2 separate regions of the Ovis aries genome follow, and region 1 is linked to region 2. A link is a contact called in public Hi-C data. All regions are on one chromosome and are shown on one strand. Each heading gives the region's core, a stretch centred on a gene start, on an enhancer-like site or on the middle of the called end of the contact. The rest is flanking DNA. Distances are from core to core; before and after follow the strand shown.

What was found. A called contact is a pair of places that touch in the nucleus more often than the background predicts.
Region 1: a Hi-C map of hypothalamus shows a contact between it and region 2, with 4 times the contacts expected there. The contact joins the promoter of TLL2 here to the enhancer-like site in region 2. A contact is called at or near these places in 6 of 16 Hi-C or Micro-C datasets (hypothalamus, liver, mixed tissues and 2 more).

Annotation. Positions count from the first base shown.
Region 1 is chr22:17,666,166-17,671,006 of ARS-UI_Ramb_v3.0, forward strand. TLL2 (tolloid like 2) reads right to left here and starts at 2,413. Exons shown (of 21, transcript XM_042238664.1): 1 at 1,980-2,413. The coding sequence starts at 2,169.
Region 2 is chr22:17,531,249-17,536,407 of ARS-UI_Ramb_v3.0, forward strand. It overlaps TLL2 (tolloid like 2), which reads right to left. Exons shown (of 21, transcript XM_042238664.1): 19 at 1,730-1,943. Among named protein-coding and RNA genes, the nearest start is that of OPALIN, 12 kb to the left of the region's middle. Within about 2 kb of position 3,658, at least 2 of the 54 cell types and tissues checked have an H3K27ac peak or open chromatin away from gene starts, as enhancers often do. A contact at or near this core is called in hypothalamus, where this site is marked.

The sequences.
Region 1 (4,841 bases), core at 1,163-3,662, 130 kb after region 2:
ATCCCATCCCATCCCATCCCGTCCCGTCCCGTCCCGTCCCGTCCCATCTGGGAAGAGTCGCAGAACATGCCAGCCCTGGTTATCTAGCAATTTCTCCAAAATTACTGGAGAAAAACGAGGCCCCAGGCTGCCTTAGTGTTATTGCACAAAGCTGAGACCAGCAGCTGGAGAGCTCCCAGACAAGACCTATATCTCTTTCACCCAGATTCACAGGGCCCAGATGAGCACTCAGCGTCCTAGAGGTGCCAAATACACTGACTGCTACCCCCGTCCAGGCCCACTCTGCCTCCCACAGGCCCCTGGTTCACATCCAGTAAAATCCAGGCTCTGACAGGTGCAGGTGGTGGCCGATGGCAGATCTACTCCATGTAGCCCCCATCCCAGTTTGGTATCCTCAGTGTCCTTCTTCTCAGGCAAGGCCACCATTCATTGCTCCAGAGGCTCTTCAGGCCTGGTTGGGACCTAGGTCCAGTGAGGAACCGAGACACCTCAGTCAGGACACGCTACCTGTGGATATTCTCTCAAATTACCCAGGGATCAACTCTTTGTCCTCCTTCCTAACTCAGAAACCCCACAAGGTACAGCAGTGGACTGTTATTCTGGAGAAATCTTCCTTCAGGGTAAGACCAGGCCCTCAAGCCTGGTTTGACCGGCACCCTCCGCAAGATTCTCAAGTCTTAGACGCTCTCCTGGGTTCTCTGGCCTCGGAGTAACCCGGTCTGCCCTAGATTTCAAGACTTCTGACCTGCCAACCAGAGCCTAGACTACACTGGCTGCAGCAGCAACACAAGCCGTGTCTTCATCACTATTCCATGCGCACAGAATTTCCCCATAAATTATCTGAGACCTCCGACAATTACCTCCCCAGTGCAGAAGAGAAAACTGAGCCTACTAGAGGGGAGACAGAGCCTCTCCAGGGAGTGAGGAACGGGGCCCACACTGGCCCACGGCACGCCCTCATTCAACAGAAGTAAAACACCTTGCCCTTCTGCGCATGGAGGATGCGAGCTTCCTTCTGTCCGCTCGTCTCAGAGGGCCGCCCACAGAACCAGCCGGACCCTGCCCAGACATAAACACCTCTACCCGCGTCCCCGGGCCAGGAGCTGCTCGGCGGGCTTCAGACCAATCCTCTCGGGAGTGTGAGCACCCCTTGGGGAGTGTGAGCACGGTTCCAGCTGGGAACTGCCCCAGACCCACGGCTTTCTTTGGAACATGCGCTCGGGTTTTGCAGCGGCTGAAGCTGCTACCCTTGGGACACACGAGCCCCTAGTGGGAACTGGAGCTGCAGCGCCCGGGCCGCGATTAGCGCCAGAAACACCCGCGCGTCCCGGGGCGCGGCTTCCTGTCCGGATTAGAGCACCTGACGGCTTCCATCTCTGCCCGCCCAGCACGACCCCCAGCCGCGACCACAGAGCAGGCTACGCGAAAGTCTGCAGCAACTCGAGTCATGTTCATTCTCCATCGGCTACCGCTTTCCTTTTGCCCGCAGTGAAGCTTTCCCTTTTTAAACTCTCTTCCCAAGAGTAACCACAAGATCTTGGGAAACTTTGCGTGAAACTTACAAACGCCATGAAATCGGAACCAGAGACTCCGTCTAAACCTGGGAACGCCGCGCCCAGCCCGGTTCCCGCCCCTCTGCTCCGGCTCAGCGCGTCCGGCGGTGGCCCGTGCTGACCACCTGGCTGTCAGGCGACCCGGGGGCCCGCCCCAGCCCCTGGGCGCCCTCTCGGCCTCGGACACTTTGGGAACATTCCCGCGGCCGCCACTCGGTGTGCGCCGCACACTAGGGGCCAGGACGTCCCAGCCGGAGAGGTATTTAAGCAGTCCCTCTGGGGCATTGTTTTCCCGGGGAGTCCGGGGGATCTCAGCGGAGGGGAAGGGTGACCCGCCCCCAAAAGACTGCCGCGCTGGCTTGCCCACTACCTCGTTTGCATTTCAAAGGCAAACTTCTGCCGGACTTCCCCGGCGGCGGCACCTACCGGCTTTGCACGGGTCATGGTAATGCTCCAGCTGCTGCTCCGCGCTCTCCTCGCCTTCCAGCGCCGAGGAGTCCCAAGCGGCGTCCGAGCGCTCCCCGAGCCCCCCGGCGTCGCGGGGCAGCGGCAGCAGCAGTACCAGGAGAGGCAGCAGCAATGGCACAAGGGCCCCGAGCGCAGTCACACGGGGCATGGTTGCGAGCGGCCGGCAAGACCGAGGGAGTTGAGTGCACCGAAAGCTGGACTCTTGGGCGAGCGACCGCGTAGAGTCGGGTCGGCGGCAAGCCGGCACGGCAATTACGCGCGCCTGCCGGGCATGGCTCCGGCGCGGAACCCCCAGAGCGCGGCGTCCCGGTCCGCGTCCGCGCGCCTGGGAAGCCGCTGCTCGGAGCTACTTGCTCGCCGGCCGAGGCTGCGGCGGCTGCGACTGTGGCAGTGGTTGGAACAGTGGCCGCTCCGCCCCTCTCCACCCGGGCTGGACCGCACAGCCTTCGCCAGGGGCCCCGGGCAGCCAATCACTCGGGCGCCCGAAGCGAGGCCCCTCCTCTTCCCGGCACCTCCGCAACTTCGGAGGAAGGGGAGCGAGGTGCAGAAGCTGAAGGCAAGGACCCGGGGCCTGCCGAGCTCCCACCGAGCAAAGGGCGCCCTTTTCTGGGTGTTACAGCGCCTCTGGCCCACCCTCCCTTCAACGCTGCTCCTGAAGATCAAGGCTGGACTTCCCGCCTTGCTTTATTCTCAAAATTCACTTCACAACTCCCCGGTGCACACGTGGGAGAAGACAGGAGGCAGTGGCTGGAGCTGTGAGCGCCGGTCCGCAAACCTAATGCGAGCGATCCCCATTACCACCAGCTCGCTATGTGCTTTTCGGAGAATCATTTCCTTGTAGGGATGAAGCCAATCTTCTCTTTGGGTCGCTTTTGGCGCATGAAAAAACCGACGATTACGATCCTCTCAGCTTTCTCCACATTCCCTCGTCCAGCCGTGACCGGCGCTTGCTGCAGTAACCACCTAACCTAACGTATGGCTGGTGATATTGAGTGGCTTAGAAAATAATGATTTAAAATGACGGATTTCCCCTCTACGTGACCCTATCCTTTAGGAAAACAGTGCAAGACGCTTCATACAGGCAAGACTGACAAACGAACAGCTATACCTACTATTTGTGTTAAATTACAGGCATGTTTTATTAAATAAGCCATTCACCATTAACTTGATGAAATAAAAACAACCAATTTCTGAAGTCTGGTTAATTTTTTGCTAATTAAAAACATATGCCCAAATAGTGTAAGAGAATAATCAAGAGATATTTGAAACCCCCTCCTATGCTGTACCTTAAATGTAAAAATTGTTAGAATTGAGCCAATTTGATTTATAGACATAAAAATGCTATTACCAAGAGGCTTTTCAAAGACCTTTCTACAAAAGCAAAATTGCCCCATTAAGAAGTAAAATACATCAATGTGTAGTCAGCATCACACCCAGTAGAATCTTTTTTCCATTTAAACTGCGAGCAGAAAAAAGGAACAAGATTTCCTTTGGGATTTCCACATGGTTTCATAGTCACCAACGATAAAACAGCAGACAGGGAGCCCAGAGCTGGGCTTTGCACAGGATTCTGAATTTCTTGCATTATGATCATCTAATAAGTAGGCTGACAAGCCCTAAAATCCAGTAAAGGTTTAACTACTGGATGTTTTGTCTTGGCCCTTAGAAATTAAGTTGACCCTGCTTCATGCTGAGCCTTCATCAAATGGGCATATATATATAGGATGGAGCCAGACTGGGCAAGAACTGACAGAGGGGAGGGAGTAATCTGGGGCAGGCTGGCAGCAGGAGGGGAATGGATGCCACCAAATGGCAGGGAGGACCAAGTGGCCATTTAAATAAGTATGGGAAGGAGTTGAACGTCATTTCTGCCTGAACGCTGGAAGGAGTCAAACCCAACGCCATAGGTCTCTGCATTTAACCCAGTGAAGGTCACCACCTGTCAGTAGACAAGTCCACGACGTCAACATCTCAAAGGCCTAACAAACTTCTGTGACACTTCCAGGTCTCCAGATGGCACTAGGCGAACAGCCAACTGGCCTCATTAGCAGGGAATTCCTCCGGAAAATAGACATTACAGGCGACCTCTTGTGCAAGCACTGAGGTTGTGAGCTTTTATTGCCTCTAATCCCCACCTCGTGAGTAACTGCCAGGCTTCTCACCAACATTCTTTGCCCAAATATTTTGATGACAGTCGTGCTCTAGGATGAGCAGACTGCATCTTTATGTCAGATGCCATGTCTGAATACTATCTTAAAGGCTATCAAACAAGTGTGAATGAACTACTTGAGTCACAGTACAGAAAAGTTAGAAACAGTTGAAAGCAATGGTTAATATTTTTTCTCAGCTTCATGTTTTCTGATTTCACTTACCACTTTTATATTTTAAACTCTAATCGGTGCTCAAATAATTTTATAAATGTATTTTTTAATTTCCATTAAAAAATGAGATAGATTTGGAATAAAAGGCTCTGGGATCTAAAGCCACTCAACCCAGTTTCATTAGTTATTTGTGGGTTTCCTCCTCCACAGCTCATAATCGCAAGTCCATACAACTGTCCCTTTTCAGTCAGATGTCTGTCATCCACCCAACGCTTGGCTGCTACGCCCTATGCCAAGTTCCACAGCTCTCTTGCAGCAGCTCTCAAAACGCCTCCATCCCTACCAAGTTTTCCATAACTACTCCGCAGAGGTCCCTTTTTCCTCTAGATGCCTTTCCAGGTTACCACACACAACCTTCTCCAAGGTGGGGAGCAGACCTTTCAGGGTAAAGAGGGCACTCTCTTTTGCGGTTTATTTCTTGGTTTCCATGAACTGACCA
Region 2 (5,159 bases), core at 2,408-4,907:
TAAATTCCCCCACTGCAGCTCTCAGTGTGCTCCATGCCTCCTCCCCATGGCGTGGCTTCCACACTGTGCGGTAACGTTCACCTTGCCCCGAGGTCCCCTGCCCCCCTTCCCCGCCCCCCTGCTGTCCCTCACCCAGCTGGAGCTCCACATCCAGCCTGGCCCCAGTCCTGTCCGACTGCCAACTCTCAGCCCCAAGTGTGCTCTGGCTTAGATTTTCTTCCAGGTCTGAGCTGTCTTTGGAAAATTTCAAATGCTTGAGATGTGGCTGGCAATGAAATGAGGGCTGAGCCAGGTAGGATGCCTCCCACCCATCCTGCCAGATCTCCTCTCCTCTTCCCACCTGCCCTGGCCCCTGGCGGCAGACCTCTGGGTCTACATGGACAAGCCCCTTGGCTCCCTGATCCGGCCACAGGCAGCACTAGCAGATCAGGGAAGTAGAGGTCAGGGCACTGTTTGGGGGTCCTCTGCTTGCCTGCTTTTGTCTCTAGGCTTCAGGAATGGATCCCCTGCCTCTGTCATTGAGACCGATGGGAGTGACAGCCTTGCATCTCAGCCATGGTTGCTGCACAGCCCCTGTGGAGTCCCCACATCCTGTCCACCCCTCTGTAAACAGTCCCTCAGTAGCTTCTCAAATAATGACTCCACCTGAGTGTGCCCGTTTCCTGCAGGACCCTGACCCACCCTGAGCACCCACACTCAGTCTGCAGGGACAAGAGGGTGAAGTTACTAGTCAGTGGCTTTTGAACGTCACCAGGGAAGTGGTGATGCAGCCGTGAACAGTGGGGAGTTCGCAGCCAGGGTCAGCCAGGCTTCGAAGATGCTGGCTGTCGCTTTGTCTCATCTGATTCATATTTTCTGGCTCGAGGAGAAAACTAGGAGGAGGGGGCTGTTAAAGGGATCAGAAAACCTCACAGAGATCATGATCATGATCGCAGGCTCTGAGTGAGCCTCACTGCCGCTGCTTTGTCAGAGGGCAAGGATCAGAAAGTCAAGGTTGCTTCATGGATTCTAGTCCCAGGCGGTATGAGGGCAGGAGAAGGGGGTGACAGAGGATGAGATGGTTGGATGGCATCACCAACTCCATGGATGTGAGTTTGAGCACGCTCCCAGAGATGGTGAAGGACAGGGAAGCCTGTCGTGCTGCAAAGAGGAGTCGCCAAGAGTCGGACACAACTTAGCGACTGAACAACAAGTCCCAGGCTGTATCCTTTAAGTGGCTAAAGAGCAGAGCCAATGTTCTTACTGACTTTCTTCTGTTTAGCATGGTAAATAATGTAAGTTATCAGCATAAACATTTTCCTCCAAAGGGCTGATTAAGGCTGTTTATTTCAAGTGAGAAAAATAACGGGAAACAGAAACACTTCTCGTTTTTTTGGAACTGCTTCTTGGAGGGGTACAGAGGACTTCTTTCCACCATTCAGCACCCAGACACAGGGCTTCACAAAACAGCAAAATTACAAATAAAAGTTTAAAAGGAGGGCAGGAGGAAGAAAGGAAGAGATGTAAGAAGTTTGGCACCAAAAATGTTGCTCACTTAATAGGTTGTCGAAACAGTAAAACAACCCTCCCCCATGGCTGTTCATGTTTCATTTTAAAAGGGACACATCATTGCACAAATCCCGTCCCCACAATAATCAGAATTAAAGGTGGTCCTTTCCCTGCCTTCATCACTCATCTATCTCGGGTCCACATGGGGATTAGCTGAAGGCCAGGGCCCCAGCCCACGCACCTGTGCTGTGCACAGCCTGGAATCCTCTCCTCTGCACCGAGGCGTCCGAATAAAACCGGAGGAACAGGCTGCTGCCCGAGGCCACCACGGGGTCCGGCTTCTTGCTGCCGCAGAAACGGCCGAGGACAGGGGCCTGGCTGTCAGGCCCGTCGTACAGTTCCAGGTGGTCGTAGGCACATTCCTGGTGCTGCTCGATCTCGAATTCATTAAACGTCTGGGGGTGAAAGAACAGCGAGTGAGGCCAGGTCCTTTCAGCCGGGGTGGGTGCAGGCCCCCTCTCTGGGGACACAAGGACACGCGTCTGCCCAGCCAGCTGTGCGGGGGGCGTGGCGCCCATCGTGATGATGGCCACGCTTGTGGTGAGGGCCACCACCTGGCCTCTTTTGGTCTCCAGAGCAACCCTGTGAGCTACTGCCACCATGACCCCTGGGCGGATAAGACAGCCGGGGTCAGAGACTGTCGGCGCGTGTAGGTGTCTGTGCTCCTGTCGGGTCTCACGGCGTCTCCCTCGCTTCACATGAGACCAAGGTGCTTCCTCTGAGCCAGGCACTGTTCTCAGTGTGAGCAGTAGTCCTCACGCCCTTGTGAGGTGTCTGCCGTGATAACCACCACTTTACAGATGAGGAAACTGAGGCACAGAGCTGTCGCATAACTTGCCCAGGGGTCACCCACTGGTAGAGCTGGGCCAGGACCAGGAGGTCAGGAGCCCCTGCCCTCAACTTCTGCACGGCACTGTGCAGCCCCCTGAGCGCAGATGACGTGAACGGCGCTTTATGAAGGGCACGCTGCTCCACGTGCTCATGACTAGAGAGGCTGGCCTGAGCTGAGTGTTTTTTTGCCATGCAGACCCCTGCATTTTGTTACTTAATTCTGATGATGCTGTCAGGGAAGGGCTATGATTATCCCCAGTGTGCAGAGGGAAAAATGAGGCTTAGGGAAGTTAAGGGATCTGCCCACGCTCACACAGCTAGAGGATAGGGCTGAACTTGATTCCCAGGCAGCCTGACTCCAGACCACACTCGAACCATAACTAGCCTGTACTGCCTCTCTTCTTGTCCCCCCCAGTCTGTCCCCCAAAGCAGGCCAGGGCAACCTCATAACTTCAGGCTGTACGCCCGGCTCTGCAGCTCCACACATAGGACTTCTCAGGCTCTGGGCAGAGGACTGGCTGATGGCCTGCCCATGGCTATCAGGGGCATGGGACAAGGTGAGAAGGGATACTTTAAATGAAGACCTGGACCAAATGACAGAGAGGGAGAGAGAACCTTACCAGGAGGGGTTGGGAAGGGGTCTCAGTTCACATGAAGGGAGCTGGGGCAACAGGTCAGGGACGGAGGTAGACAGGGAGAAATAGAGGGCCACTGGCTTTTGTAAGGATGTTAAACACACTTGAAATGGGAAAGATTCTTCACACTTACAGACAGGGAGGTGGGGCCAGAGAGTGGGCATAGGGATGTGGGCAGGAGAAGGAAAGGGAGGCCGGTGGTAACAGGACAGGCAGGGCAATGGGAGGTGCATGGCGGGCCACCGAGCTCCCCGAAGTTCATGGGATGCGCTGTGGCTGTCCCCATGCAGTCAGACACTAGCTTCCTGGTAAGCATTCAGCTCACACTCTGTGGCGGCAAAACGGTAGAGCGTGATCAATACCCACTATCCACTTCCCAAGGAAATATTTAAGAACTAGCACATATGTACGAGCCTCAGATAAACTGGAGGTCTGGGCTCACTCTGGCCACTGTGGTCGGTTGTTTTAGTTCTTCAGCACTGCACAGAACAGGAAAAGACTTTGCGGGCAGTTACTGAAATCTTGTGACCCTTCCACCGAAGCACAGGTTCCAAGAGGGCATATTGCGCGTTCCCAACCCCGGGGGCCGCCATTCCCCCGCCGCTTCAGAGATTCCTGTTGCCATGACGAACATCCTCCAGCAGATGGCAGCCTTTCTCCAACGTCCTCGCTTTAACTCGCCCTCGCCCAGATTCAAGGCTTCTGACTGACCCAGGAGAGCAAATGAAAGTGCTTGCTACAGAGACAGCCACGCATAGGAGGTGCCCACATGAGCACCCTTGGTCAGGGAGCCTACCTTTACCCCCGGTGCTCCAGGCCTGGCACAGGGAGACACCAGGGCCTGCCGCCCAACTTGGGAGCACATTCACCCACCTGTCCTCCTCACTGCTCTTGCCAATAAACACCCACGTAAGTAACCACGTGATTGTCTATCATCACCTTCTCCTATGTTCTCTCTCCTTCTCCCTGGAGATATGGTCCATAATTCAAGGGGACACTCATATATATTAATCCAAGCGGTCCATAATTCAAGGGGACATCCACATATGTTTCAAGGGGACATCCATATATATTTGAAGAGTTTAGCATAATTCAAGGGGACATCCATGTATATTCTGAAGAGTTTAGCAATCTCCAGAGTTAGAATGACCCATTTAAAAACTGTTTGTCTGCCGGAATACAGTTTCTCCAGAAAGCAAGAGGGTTTGTCTTACACTCCAGGATCTGGGAGTCCCTGGTGGCTGAGAAGCAAGACTTGTAGGAAAAACTCATTTCTCTTTTGCAATAACGGAGCATAGTATACAGACTATCACAATCATATGCACGGATAGGACTAGTGTATTAGTCGCTCAGCTGTGTCTGATTCTTGCCAACCCCATGGACTGTAGCCTACCAGGCTGCTCTATTCATGGAATTCTCGAGGCGAGAATACTGGAGTGGGTTGCCATTCTCTTCTCCAAGGGATCTTCCCAACCCAAGGATCAAACCCAGTCTCCTGCCTTGCAGGCAGACTCTTTACCATCTGAGCCACCAGGGAAGCTCAAAGAAAGGCTTGGAAGATATATATGTTTAATGCAAGAGAGAATTAGCATATATAACTTAATCTCCAATTGTTAATTAGCTAACAACAGTGAGGTGCTAAGTGCTTAGTTGCTCAGCCATGTCCAACTCTTAGTTAATGGGAAAAATGTAAGTTGTAGAGGAATATGAATAATAGAGTACTTTTGAGAAATGTGAGCGAGAAAAGGATATTTTTTTTTCCTGTGCATACAAACAGAAATTTCTGGAAGAATTCACCAAAAAATGTTCAGAAAAGTAATTTCTAGAGTGAGCATTGGGGTCTGGGAATTTGGTTTTCACTTTCCAACCCTCTGACTGACTATATTTTTTTTATATCTTGAGAATGTATCATTTGGTAAAATGTTATAACTGCAAACAATGGAATCACAAGCAACACTTCAAGTCTGTGTAAAGGGTGCCAGTTCAGAGTGACACCACCATGAACAGGTGCTGTTTACACAGTGTTGCTCACCCAGCACCCTGTGCTGATGGCTTCAGGTACATCCTCTTTTTGAATCTGCACAAAGGCTACTTGAGGTAGGTTTTACTAGCAGCCCCATTTTCCGGAACACAAAACTGAGTCCT